Linked DNA regions of Mus musculus: regions 1 and 3 are each linked to region 2. Evidence: chromatin contacts called from public HiCAR-type and promoter capture Hi-C data. All regions are on one chromosome and are shown on one strand. Each heading gives the region's core, a stretch centred on a gene start, on an enhancer-like site or on the middle of the called end of the contact. The rest is flanking DNA. Distances are from core to core; before and after follow the strand shown.

What was found. Promoter capture Hi-C pulls out the DNA fragments that hold promoters and counts their contacts. HiCAR-type assays count read pairs that join an accessible place to other places.
Region 1: a contact with region 2 is called in a HiCAR-type map of astrocytes, with 5 times the contacts expected there. The contact joins the promoter of Cth here to the promoter of Depdc1a in region 2. A contact is called at or near these places in 10 of 39 promoter capture datasets (the 3T3-L1 cell line, 3T3-L1-derived adipocytes, the C10 cell line and 6 more) and 3 of 115 datasets of contacts at active chromatin or transcription factors (astrocytes, embryonic stem cells and large pre-B cells).
Region 3: a promoter capture Hi-C map of embryonic stem cells shows a contact between it and region 2, with 9 times the contacts expected there. The contact joins the promoter of Ptger3 here to the promoter of Depdc1a in region 2. A contact is called at or near these places in 6 of 39 promoter capture datasets (the 3T3-L1 cell line, cranial neural crest, embryonic stem cells and 3 more) and 1 of 115 datasets of contacts at active chromatin or transcription factors (large pre-B cells).

The regions. Positions count from the first base shown.
Region 1 is chr3:157,923,239-157,927,094 of GRCm38.p6, reverse strand. Cth (cystathionase (cystathionine gamma-lyase)) reads left to right here and starts at 2,032. Exons shown (of 12, transcript NM_145953.2): 1 at 2,032-2,229. The coding sequence starts at 2,065. 1810013D15Rik (a long non-coding RNA gene) reads right to left here and starts at 1,887. Exons shown (of 6, transcript XR_867796.2): 1 at 1,749-1,887; 2 at 849-992; 3 at 70-306.
Region 2 is chr3:159,493,512-159,497,311 of GRCm38.p6, reverse strand. It overlaps Depdc1a (DEP domain containing 1a), which reads right to left and starts at 1,879. Exons shown (of 12, transcript NM_001172092.1): 1 at 1,746-1,879. The coding sequence starts at 1,793.
Region 3 is chr3:157,565,299-157,569,046 of GRCm38.p6, reverse strand. It overlaps Ptger3 (prostaglandin E receptor 3 (subtype EP3)), which reads right to left and starts at 2,171. Exons shown (of 4, transcript NM_001359745.2): 1 at 1,202-2,171. The coding sequence starts at 2,029.

The sequences.
Region 1 (3,856 bases), core at 783-3,282, 1.6 Mb after region 2:
CAGTTGTTTCAGATGTCAGATCAAACATAAAAGGCATGCAGCTCAGCATGTGCTCCTGGATTCACATACTCCTTTGCAGTTCTCTTTGCTGTCTTGGAAACAGGAGACTGTGTCTGTTTTCTTCAGTGCTTCTGCTCATTGGCCACTCTGTGCGTCTGTCATAGATCTAGCTAGTTGGACTCTGAAGGATGGGAAGTTAAGTGCTTTCCGTTATTCTAGCTGAGAGGTATGGAGTCACTCATGCTCAGCTTTGCACACAGGTCAGATGATGTCTGAGAGAGAAATTCCTGGGTGGAAGGGACATTCCTGTGAATAGAGAAATTTAAATCTTGGGCTGCCACCCCACAGCTTCCTCTAACTTTATCAGAAGCCTCTCATTTAGAAAGTCTGTATAAGGGCCACTTTTCAAAGACCTCTTTGTGACAGTTACACTAAATAAAATGTCCAGTGGGAAGATGGCTCAGTGGGTAAATGCTTGCCGCACAGCCTGACACCCTGTGTTCTATCTCCAGCATCTACCTTTGTGCTGCTGTGTATCTGTAATAGCAGCTCTCCTACTGTAGAAGACAGAGAATCCACTGAAGCTCCTGGGTGGTCTAGCCTGGGGTAAGCAGTGCAAAGACCCTGCGTCAACAGGGAGGTGGAAGACTGTCCTCTGACCTCTATGGGTGTGCCACACATTCCTCTGCACTCTCAAATACGATAAACAGACAAGTATACAAACAAATAGAAAACATCCATGTTTGTATAACCCAGGGCTTACCAACTGTACTTAGAACTGGACTCAGAACTGTTTCAGGCCCTTCTACTCCTCGGTGTTTTCTGTGATCTCATCAAAATGTACTTACGTCTTTAGAGATGGCTCAGGGAGCAAGAGCATTGCCCGCAGGAGCATTGGTTCCAGAGCACCAGGGCTTGGCTTTCTCTCCCACACGCAGATCACATCTGTTTCCAAATGCAGTTCCAGGGGAATCCAACAGCCTTTCTGACCTCTGTAGACATCAAGTATGCATGTGGTGCAATACACACACACACACACACACACACACACACACACACACAAACACATCGTTAAAATATACTCAGGCTGAGAACATACTTTAAAAGGAGAAATACTAATCAAGCAAGCATGGTAACCCGTTAGTGTTTCAGAGGCTACCCGCTTCCCCTGTGCCTCTGGCAGTGTACACTTGGTTCTGGAAGGTGATTGTGTCTGGAGCTAATTTGAAAAGCATACTGATTGTGTTTGCTCTTCGTAGCTTTTCCAAACCGTAGCTTTTAAAATCAGTTGTTTATTCCTTAACACCTTCCAAATTCGTTCAACAGTGTTTCAAAGTTTTAGGTTCGGGCTGGTGAGATGGCTCAACAGGTAAGAGCACCCGACTGCTCTTCTGAAGGTCCTGAGTTCAAATCCCGGCAACCACATGGTGGCTCACAACCATCCGTAACGAGATCTGACTCCCTCTTCTGGTGTGTCTGAAGACAGCTACAGTGTACTTACATATAATAATAAGTAAATATAAATAAATCTTAAAAAAAAAAAACAAAAAAAAAAACAAAGTTTTAGGTTCGACTTCCCAGGTACAGAAACTCCTTAAATTCCCCAGTTCTCGGACAAGGTGTAAAATTAGGTCAAAGCTACGTCTTTTTGGGAGCAAAGCTTGGGCCTTAAGGCCTGATCTTGGCCAGAGTAGAGACGCGGGCGCTGGTGGCACAGCTGTGGCGGTCCTCAGATCCGAGGGAAGCACCTGCCTGCGTGACCCTTGCCGGAACTCTGGGGCCACGCGAGGCTGCTGGAGGTTGCGTCCCTATCCTGCAGACAAAGGGGATCTCTGGGCTGAGTGCTGCACCTCAGTGCTGAGGTGTCCCACGTGGGCACTGCTCTGTGCCACTGGGAGGCGGGGCAGGAACGATCGGGGCAACACCTCCACTGCCGACCAATAAGCAGGGCCGCTGCCTAGGGACCAGCGATGATTGGTTGCGTCGGCCCCTCCCCACCCTGGATATAAGCGCCAAAGTCCAGAAGGTTTTAGCCAAAGCAACACCTCGCACTCCTGCCCCAGCATGCAGAAGGACGCCTCTTTGAGCGGCTTCCTGCCTAGTTTCCAGCATTTCGCCACTCAGGCCATCCACGTGGGACAAGAGCCTGAGCAATGGAATTCTCGTGCCGTGGTGCTGCCCATTTCGTTGGCCACCACATTTAAGCAGGACTTCCCGGGCCAGTCCTCGGTAAGCAGCCGGGCAGGGCTGGGCTGACTGTGGGAGCGCTCGGGACATGCGCTCTCTGCGATTTTCAGTTAAAAACCAGAACTGTAAGTTGTTGAATTCTGTAGCATCGAAGCTACCTGCAGCCAGTCCTACTTTGAAAAATGAAGGCTCTTGGGCTGGTGAAATGGCTCAGCAGTCGTGCTGACTAGTTTTATATCAACTTGACTCAAGCGAGAGAGGAGGGGACCTCGATTGAGACAATGCCTCCAGTAGATCAGGCTGCAAGCAGGCATTTTCTTAATTAGAGATTGATGGGGGAGGATAAGTCCATGGTGGGTGCCCCCCCCCCCCAGGCTAGTGGCCCTGCGTTCTATAAGAAGTTGGGTGAACGAGCCAGTAAGAAGCCACCTCTCCGTGGCCTCTGCATTAGTTCTTGCCTCCAGGTTCCTGTCCTAACTGCTTTCCATGGTGAACTGTTAAATGGAAGTAAAATAAAAAACTCTTTCCTCCCCAAGTTGGTTTGGGCATGGTGTTTATTACAGCAGGTATATAAAGGTGCTTGTCACCAGACCTGACTACTATAATTCAATCCCATAATCTATAGGATGGAAGGAGAGAACCAACTCCTGTAGTTGTTTTTTTTTTGTTGTTTGTTTGTTTGTTTTTGAGACAGGGTTTCTCAGTGTAGCCCTGGCTGTCCTGGAACTCACTTTGTAGACCAGGCTGGCCTCGAACTCAGAAATCCGCCTGCCTCTGCCTCCCAAGTGCTGGGATTAAAGGCATGAACCACCACCTTAGTTGTTCTTTGATGCACCCAAAGGCTTGCACTCTCCCTCTCTCTCCTTCTCTCCCCCCTCCCTCTCTTCTCTCTGTCCCCAGTCTCTTTCACCCACTCCGTCCCTCTCTCCCTGTCCTTCTCTTCCTCCCTCCCCCCTCAGTCTCTTTCTCTTTCTCCTCTCTCTCACACACTAAACAATGAAAATCCTAGAATTAAGATTAGTTTCAGTCGGTATGTTCAGTTAATAGCTAATGTGTATTTATGTACCAAGTGCGTACTTAAAATCTATGTGTGTTACATGTAGAGTCTCACTGAAGGTTAACAAGAAGGATCCTAGCCTGAACTAAGGTCTCAAGTGTTCAAACTGAGATAGCTGAGATAATAGGGTTATAAGATTTAATTTATCTTGAACCCCTCCCTTCTGCAACTGACTCCATGGTGCTGCACTGTAACTGAGCTATGTAATAGTTCAAGCCATTTCATCATCTAAGCCAGCAGTTCTCAACCTCTGGGCTGTGACCCCTTTGGGAGTGGAACAACCCTTTTCAGGGGTTACATGTATCAGGTATTTACATCACGATTCCTAATAGTAGCAAAATTACAGTTTCGAAGTAACAACAAAAATAATTAGTTGGGGGTCACTACACCATGAGGAACTGTATTAAAGGGTCACAGCATCAGGAAGATTGGCAACCATTGATCTAAGTAGTGTGGCTTTGTGATTAAGAGCACATGGGTTTTAATTCTTACATCAGCTTCTCTGACTGAGTAACCTGGAGGAAGCTATTTAACCCATCCAAGACTTGAGATGACCTTGTGTAAACTGGGATAATGATAGAACACACTACACAAGCTGTTACTGTTGTAACA
Region 2 (3,800 bases), core at 630-3,129:
GCAGCAATTATAATGCCAAAGGGCTTTTAATGCTAGGTATTTAGTACAGTATCTCTTATGAAGATTCCTATAGTGCTGGGCCTAGTGGCAAAGCTTGGTGGATCTCTGTGAGTTCAAGTACAACCTGGTCTGCATGGTGAGTAGCAGGACAGCCAGAACCACATAGAAAGACCTGCCTTAAAACAATCAATCAAGCAAACAAATATCTATAAGGAACATAGATAGTAGAGATAAAATGATTAGTAAAACAAATCCATTGCACATTTAATGAACTTATGAATATTTATGTAAAGAAAACCATTTATTTTCTGAGTTACCTTCAAATACATCAACTTTCTAGATTTGTGACATCAACACTAGAACATAATACAATTAACACAACTTTTTAATAGAAAAAAATCATGTTAGAAACAGATTATTAACCTTATATATGAGACTATTAATTATATTACTACTGTATCACGTGTAAGATCACAATATTGGTTTTACAGCTGAAAAACAGTAAATATAATTATTTTTCCCCAAACCTCTCTCATTACTTTCAAGAAACTGTACTGAACTGCTTCACCACAGTAATAAAGTAACATGTGACTCTGCACTCACAGATGTCACAATATTTTTGAAATGTGATGGATTTGTAAGTTCCCAGGCTGAAACATTTTGTATTTGCTTAAACTTTAGTCTTACTTTTTGTTTATAAATCTTTGTTCTTTCCTTCCCTGTACCTCAGTATCCTTGTATTAATATCTATCTTGTGGTAATCAACAAAACCCTTATTTTATGTAAATTTTTGTTAGTACTTGACATTTTTGTGTGTGGGGGGTTGCTTATGTTACTTTCATATAAGATGGTAAATTCATATAAGATGTGACAGGACTACCTCATTAAGGTACATTTCAAAACTAAATTCCATCCTTTCTACTGATAAACATAACCACCACTACTTGTTGAGCACTAGAATATCAAGATCACCCTGACAGAAAGTGGTACATTTTCTAGTTCTTCCATCCATCATTTATGTGGCTTTCAGAGAGTTCCTTCTTTGAAACTTAGTTCCCACAAGGTAAAGTAGGGCCAGCATTTGTGAGAAGACAATTTGCTTGTTATTCTATAGACTATCACACATTCTCATACACAGAATATTTTTAGAAAATCTCTTAAAGTGGGCATGTATTGTGCCATTGTACCAATGTGGAAACTGAGGTTAGGTGAATCTCAATGTAATCCAAATGCGCAGCCCCAGTGACTATTAAAAGTGATTACTAAAGTACTCGGGGTTTAGGTTGAATAGTTCTTTCCTAGTGCTACTCACAAATTCTATAGGGTCAATAAGCCAAGCTGTCATGCCTGGGCTTCCAGACTTGAAACTTTAATTTCTAATTCTGAGAGGCTGTAGATTACAAGTGAAAAGTGGCTAAGACTATTATGCGAATCAGGGGGAAAGAAGACATCTGAGGAGTTGTCTCGCAGAGTCAGAAAGTGATACAATTTTGGGGTAGAGCACTTTGGATCTGAAACTGAGAAATACCAGAGAGGAGTGCAAATCAAAGACCCGGACAGGAGCAGCTGCATCTCAGCACCTTTCCCTCAGCACCTTTCTCCGAAATCTAGGCGCCTTGGCTCACTCGGGATACCAGATCCCTGGCTCACGAATCTAGTAGCTCTGAATCCCCTCAGGAAACTTTTTTACACCCAGGATCCCTCGGAAAACCTCGGTCTCTGGTCCCTCTCCTCCACGTTCTTACCAGCTTGGTGGCCCGGTAAGGTCCAAGAGGAGCACCCTGACGCTCCATGCTATCATTGCCGGGCTGAGAGGCTGCGGAAAGTGCGCGGTAGCAGGAACCTCTGTGGCCTGGAGTTGGTGTCGGAAACAACTGCCGCGCTGCTGATTTGAATATCTCCGAGCGAAGCTGATTGGCGGCGCCATTGAGTCACATGATGCTACACGGAGGGGAAGGCGCTGTGACGCGAGCACAGCTTGTCTGGGTGGTGCAGGAGAGCTGTGGAGCACAGAACCAAAGCGATTGTATAGCTAAAGAATGGCACGACAGCAGAAACGACTCTCCCTTCTTGATTCTAGGGGCTCTTCAGCAATGTTAATATAAGCCAGGCTGGGTTTCACCCGGACACTACCCCTAAAAGACCTCGGTGTGTGTTTGTTTATTTTCTTTCAAGCTCTGTCTCTGTCTGTCTCTCTGTCTCTGTTTGTCTCTGTCTCTCTCTGTCTCTCTCTGTCTCTCTCTCTCTCTCTGTCTCTCTCTCTGTCTCTCTCTCTGTCTCTGTCTCTCTGTCTCTTTGTCTCTCTGTCTCTTTGTCTCTCTCTCTCTCTCTCTCTCTCTCTCTCACACACACACACACACACACACACACACACAAGTTTCAAACCCTGGACAAGCAGCTTAGATACCTATTTGACATATCAAAACAGACTTTACTTGCAGGTTTCCCTATCATCTTTCAGTCCCTACCTGTTAGAGGGTAGTGCTGGCTTATGTGACATGTGTACACCAAATGTCTATATTTGCCATGATTTAATATGATTTTTTCAATTAAGATGAATTATTACTGTTTAAAAATCAGTTGTCTTTAGTTGTACTGTTTTATAGGACCAAGATACATACATTTGTGTGTTCACACCTCTGTAAAAATTCCTTTGACTTGCTCTTCTATCACCTTCTAGAAAAGGTAGTGATTTATATAATAACAATGACATAGAAATCATTTGCACAGAATAGTGAAAACATTATGAATTTTTGTTGTCGTTGTTGAGAAAAGGTCACCAAAAAGTCTGGAAATTAACCTTTATAGTAGAAATTCATAGAAAAAGGAACATTCTCTTAAAGTAGTTGACATTTATTTATAAATTTCACATCATCTGTTTTCTTGTCCACATTTTACTTGCAGTACCAACATTTTCTTTCTCCGTCTACTTCTCTTATTCTTTTGCACGATCTTTAATATGTATGTGTATTTACTAATATGTGTATTTGTATATGGTCTGATTTATTCGCTGCTTTACTAGCTTCATGAAGAGAAGATTTATTGAAAAATTGGAAGAACATCAATCTGGATGAATGGGTCTGTAAAGGTTTACTCTATGCAAAAAAAGTTGTCTCTTTTAGAAGTTTTTCTCTTAATTTGCCTAAATTTACACTGAGCACACATTCATGATTTATATAAGTTGTGAAGTAAATAAATCAATGATGTATTTTCTAAATCACTATGATAACCTTAATGAACTATGTGGAATGTGTGGAAAAGTTATGAAGCCTTTCTTTTTGGTAGGGTCTGTTTAAGAAGGAAATACCAGAGCTGATTGTGATTTAGAGTGAGCCACATGGAGAGAGGGTGTTTATTGAGAAAATAAACAGAATCATGAAGCCATGGTAGAATGGAGTTTTAAGGGGATTTTAAGAGTGATATGAAGTTGTACAGGCAAAGCATAATAATCCAGGTTACTTGCCTTCTAAGTATGAGTTTCACCTTAAAACATGACAAATCTACTCCTGTTAATCTTGCTTCTGATTTTAATAATCATTTTTCTGTAGATAGCTGCAGTGTGCATGAAGATATTTATATCTAGTTTTGCTTTCTATAGTTTATTCCCCATAAGGTATCTGGTGAACTTTTTACCAGATAGTCTCATTTATTTTCCCTTGCTTTGTTATGGTATGCATTTGTATTATATCTACATTAACTGCAGACAAGATATGTTTTGATTCTTGTTTTCAGAAATCACATGTATTTTATAGAAGTGTAAAGGACAACAAGTGTATATTAAATTTACAGAGTTATTTTTT
Region 3 (3,748 bases), core at 922-3,421, 1.9 Mb after region 2:
GAACAGTGACTACTCAGTCACTTGTGAGCAGTTAGGTCCCAGCAGCACTGTCCTGTCTGTACAACTCCAGGCCAGTTACCGCAGGGATCTCTAAGGCTTGTCATACATACTCAGGGAGGGTGGGTAAAGAAAAGAACCATATAACCATTTGAAAGGAGATTAACCTTATGTGGCACATCAACATGTCGCTGACCTCACTGAACTGTATATGTAAATGGGAGAGAGAGATGTAAGACAGACAGAGAGAGAGAGAGGGAGAGAGAGAGAGAGAGAGAGAGAGAGAGAGAGAGAGAATCGAGTCTGCTATGTAATGGTCAATAACTGTACCACACCATGGGGATGCTCCTCTGCACATTAAGCCAGGCTGTGTGAGCCCAAAGTAAGCATCCATTCTTTGCCAATTAGCAAACCACACTTATCCACAGAAGTTTCTAGCTACAAGTGCCACAGGAAAAAAAAAAAAACCCTCAAAAACACCATGTGAGAGTTGGGGATAGGGAGCATGCGGAAGCATGGCTTCCTCTGGGTAGTTCTGTGATGGATACGATGCCAAGGACCGAGAAACCCTTACCTCCTGTCTCTGGAATTGCGGAGATCTGCGATTCACTCCTCTATAAGGATGGGGGGGGGGGGCACAAGTGTGTGTGTGTTGGGGGGGGTAGTGCGTGTGTGTGTGTGTGTGCTACTGGAGAGTCCTCCACTTTGGTGTACACAGTACCCGGCTTCTTAGGGGGCTGCGGCATCTGTGCCTTCCTGACCCTCCCTGCAGACAGTAGCTACCTGAGAACCTTTAGTGCTGGCAACAGAAAGACAGTTTGCCAAGAAGGTTAGTTGCTGTGCGGCTGAAGCCATAGGACCTGCCTGGCTCCCAGGTGCCCAAACATCGCAGCGGGATTAGCAGGTTGAGCTAGAGTTGTCATCATACCTCCTCTTATAACGCAAGGGGCAAACATCAGTCTGCACTGGCTTGAGCAGCGTCTACCCACCTCTGTGCCTAGGCTGTTTGCATCTTCACAAGCGCCTGGCAAGTCTGGACCGACTTGACTAGCTCTTGTAAGCTCCGCAAGCGGCTTAGGCTCTTGGCTGGAGGCTGCAACCCGGGGCCGCATGAGCGGCAGGAATTCTGGGTGCTAGTCACTTTCAGAAAGTTTCCCTACATTTACGGCTCCCTACAAACGCCCCCACTCTACCAACTACTTACCAATAGCGGCGACCAACAGACGGACAGCACACACATGATCCCCATGAGCTGGATGGCCGTCTCCGTGGTGATTCTGCCCCACTGGGCGCTGGACTGCGAGACGGCGGCTTTGGCCCGACAGCGGGACACCAGGGCTTTGATGGTCGCCAGGTTGCAGGCAAAGGTCACCACCAGAGCCAGCAAGCCCAAGCAGGCGAAGGCGGAGGCAAAGGCCACGCTGCCCGGCTCGCGCGCAGGGTCTGTCTCGTTGCCCGCCGGCCCGGTGCTGATGAAGCACCACGTGCCCGGCCACTGCACGCTGTAGCGGCCCACGCCCAGCACCGGCAGCAGCGCGAAGGCGAGCACAGACAGCCACACGCCCAGCAGTACCGCGCGCGTGGCGCGAGTCTTCATGTGGCTGGCATACCAGTGCGGCGCACGGATGGCCAGGGCGCGCTCCACGGCCATGGCGCTGGCCACCAGGAGCGAGGATAGCCCGAACACTGTCATGGTTAGCCCGAAGAAGGTGCACAGACGCCCCGATGGGTCGAGCTGCTCCCAGCGTCGCTGTGACAGGTACACGAGGATGACCACCGGGCTGGTCAGGAGCTGCCCCACTAAGTCGGTGAGCGCCAGCCAGCCAATGCACAGCAGGAAAGACTTCTTGCGCTTGCTCTCGCGGCGCCGGTAGCTGCGCGACACGAGCAGCATGGCCAGCGCGTTGCCCACGAAGCCAGTGACCATCATGGTGATGGGAAAGGCCACGGACACGGAGCCGCAGTCGTCGGTAGTACTTGACAGGTTGCTGTGCGCTTCAGCAGAGTGCTCCGGCGCCCACATGCTAGCCATAGTGGCGGGGCCACGGTAGGGCGCACGGGGCCGGAGCCTCCCGGCTCAGCTGCGGGATAGCAGCAGAGTGCACTGGGGGACAGCCGGAGCCCAGGCTCTGCTCTCCATCGCCCGCCGCCTCCCGCGCTAGGCTGCGGGGACTGGACAGGCGCCGCCCGACGCCGCGCGAGGCTCCTCCCGCGCCTTGGAGCTCGAGGGGCGGTGCTGCGAGTAGGCAGGCGAAGGGCGGTGTGGGCTGGGATCACCTGGCGCCGCGCCCCCTAGGTCTGCCTCTCCAGCTCTGGGACTCTGTAAAGTGCTCATCAGCCTTTGGGTTACGTGACACTGGAGAAAAGACGAAATCTGACATGTTAGTAGCTGCGTGAATCGCAATGCTGATTTCTCCTCATGTTTGACTGTCATTGAATTTGTTTTATTTAATATATATATATAAATATATATATGTATATGTATCAATATCATATGTATATACATATGATACTCACATCTGGGAAAGAATAGGGATGAGTTTGTGTTTTAAGTCTTCCTGAAACTATTGCCTTATTTTACTTTGGACTAATTCCAAACTCATATTGGTAAAATACTTTTCTAGGATAATGTCAGTTTAAAAATCCAAAACCAAGTAAGCACACAGGTGAAAGTACATAGCAAATTCACATTTTCACTGAGTGACATTTCAGTATAATGATACATTTAAATTTTAAGAGTATTCTGGAATTCATACATCAAAGAAAATATGCCACCCTTTAGTTAGATCAAAAATTTTATATTTATTAATAACTAACTTGTTTACATTATCATCCCCCTATTTCCCACCCCGCTGTGTGTGTGTGTGTGTGTGTGTGAGAGAGAGAGAGAGAGAGAGAGAGAGAGAGAGAGAGAGAGAGAGAGAGAGAGAGAGAGAGAGAGTCCTTTCGTATTTACATTGAGGTCAGACTTCAACATGGAGTGTCTTCCACTGTGACTCCCGGCCTGGTATGGCCTCACACACCCAAGCCCAACAGCCAGGCTACTTTTACTCAGGTGTTGGGAATCCCAATTCAGGTCTTCCTTTGAGTGGTTAGCATTCTATTCATTAGGTCACTTCCCCCTGCCTAATGCTTACTGAGAAGGTCGACCATAAGAACATGTATTGGCAAAGATAGTTAATCAATCTCTCTCTCTCTCTCCCTCTCTCTCTCTCTCCCTCTCTCTCTCTCTTATTGGATATTTTCATTTACATTTCATGTTATCCCCTTTCCCGCCCCTCCCTGTAACACCCTATCACATCTCTCCCCCTGCTTCTAAGAGGGTGTTCCTCCACCCACCCACCCACTCCCACCTCCCCACCTTTGATTCCCCTACACTGGGGCATCTATCCAACCTTCATAGGACCAAGGACCTCTCCTTCCACTTGATACCATGACAAGACCATCCTCTGCTACATATGCAGCTGGAGCCATGTGTATTCCTTTGTTGACAGCTCTTAACAAAGTTTCAGAAACCCTTCTCTTCTTGAAGCATTTTTTTTTTCCCAGCCAGAGTTACCTACATTTTAGCTGTTCACCCTGCAAATAAGTAACTTTTAGATTCTCCTGGTTGTTTTCCTGTTGGTTCTTTTGCTAGCTGCCAAGAGTTGACTTAGTTCATTTGAAACGACACTCCCCTCTAGTGGCTAAACTGCTAACATGCACTATCTTGTATTAAAGAGAATTTCTTTAAAACATTTTTTTTTTTAAT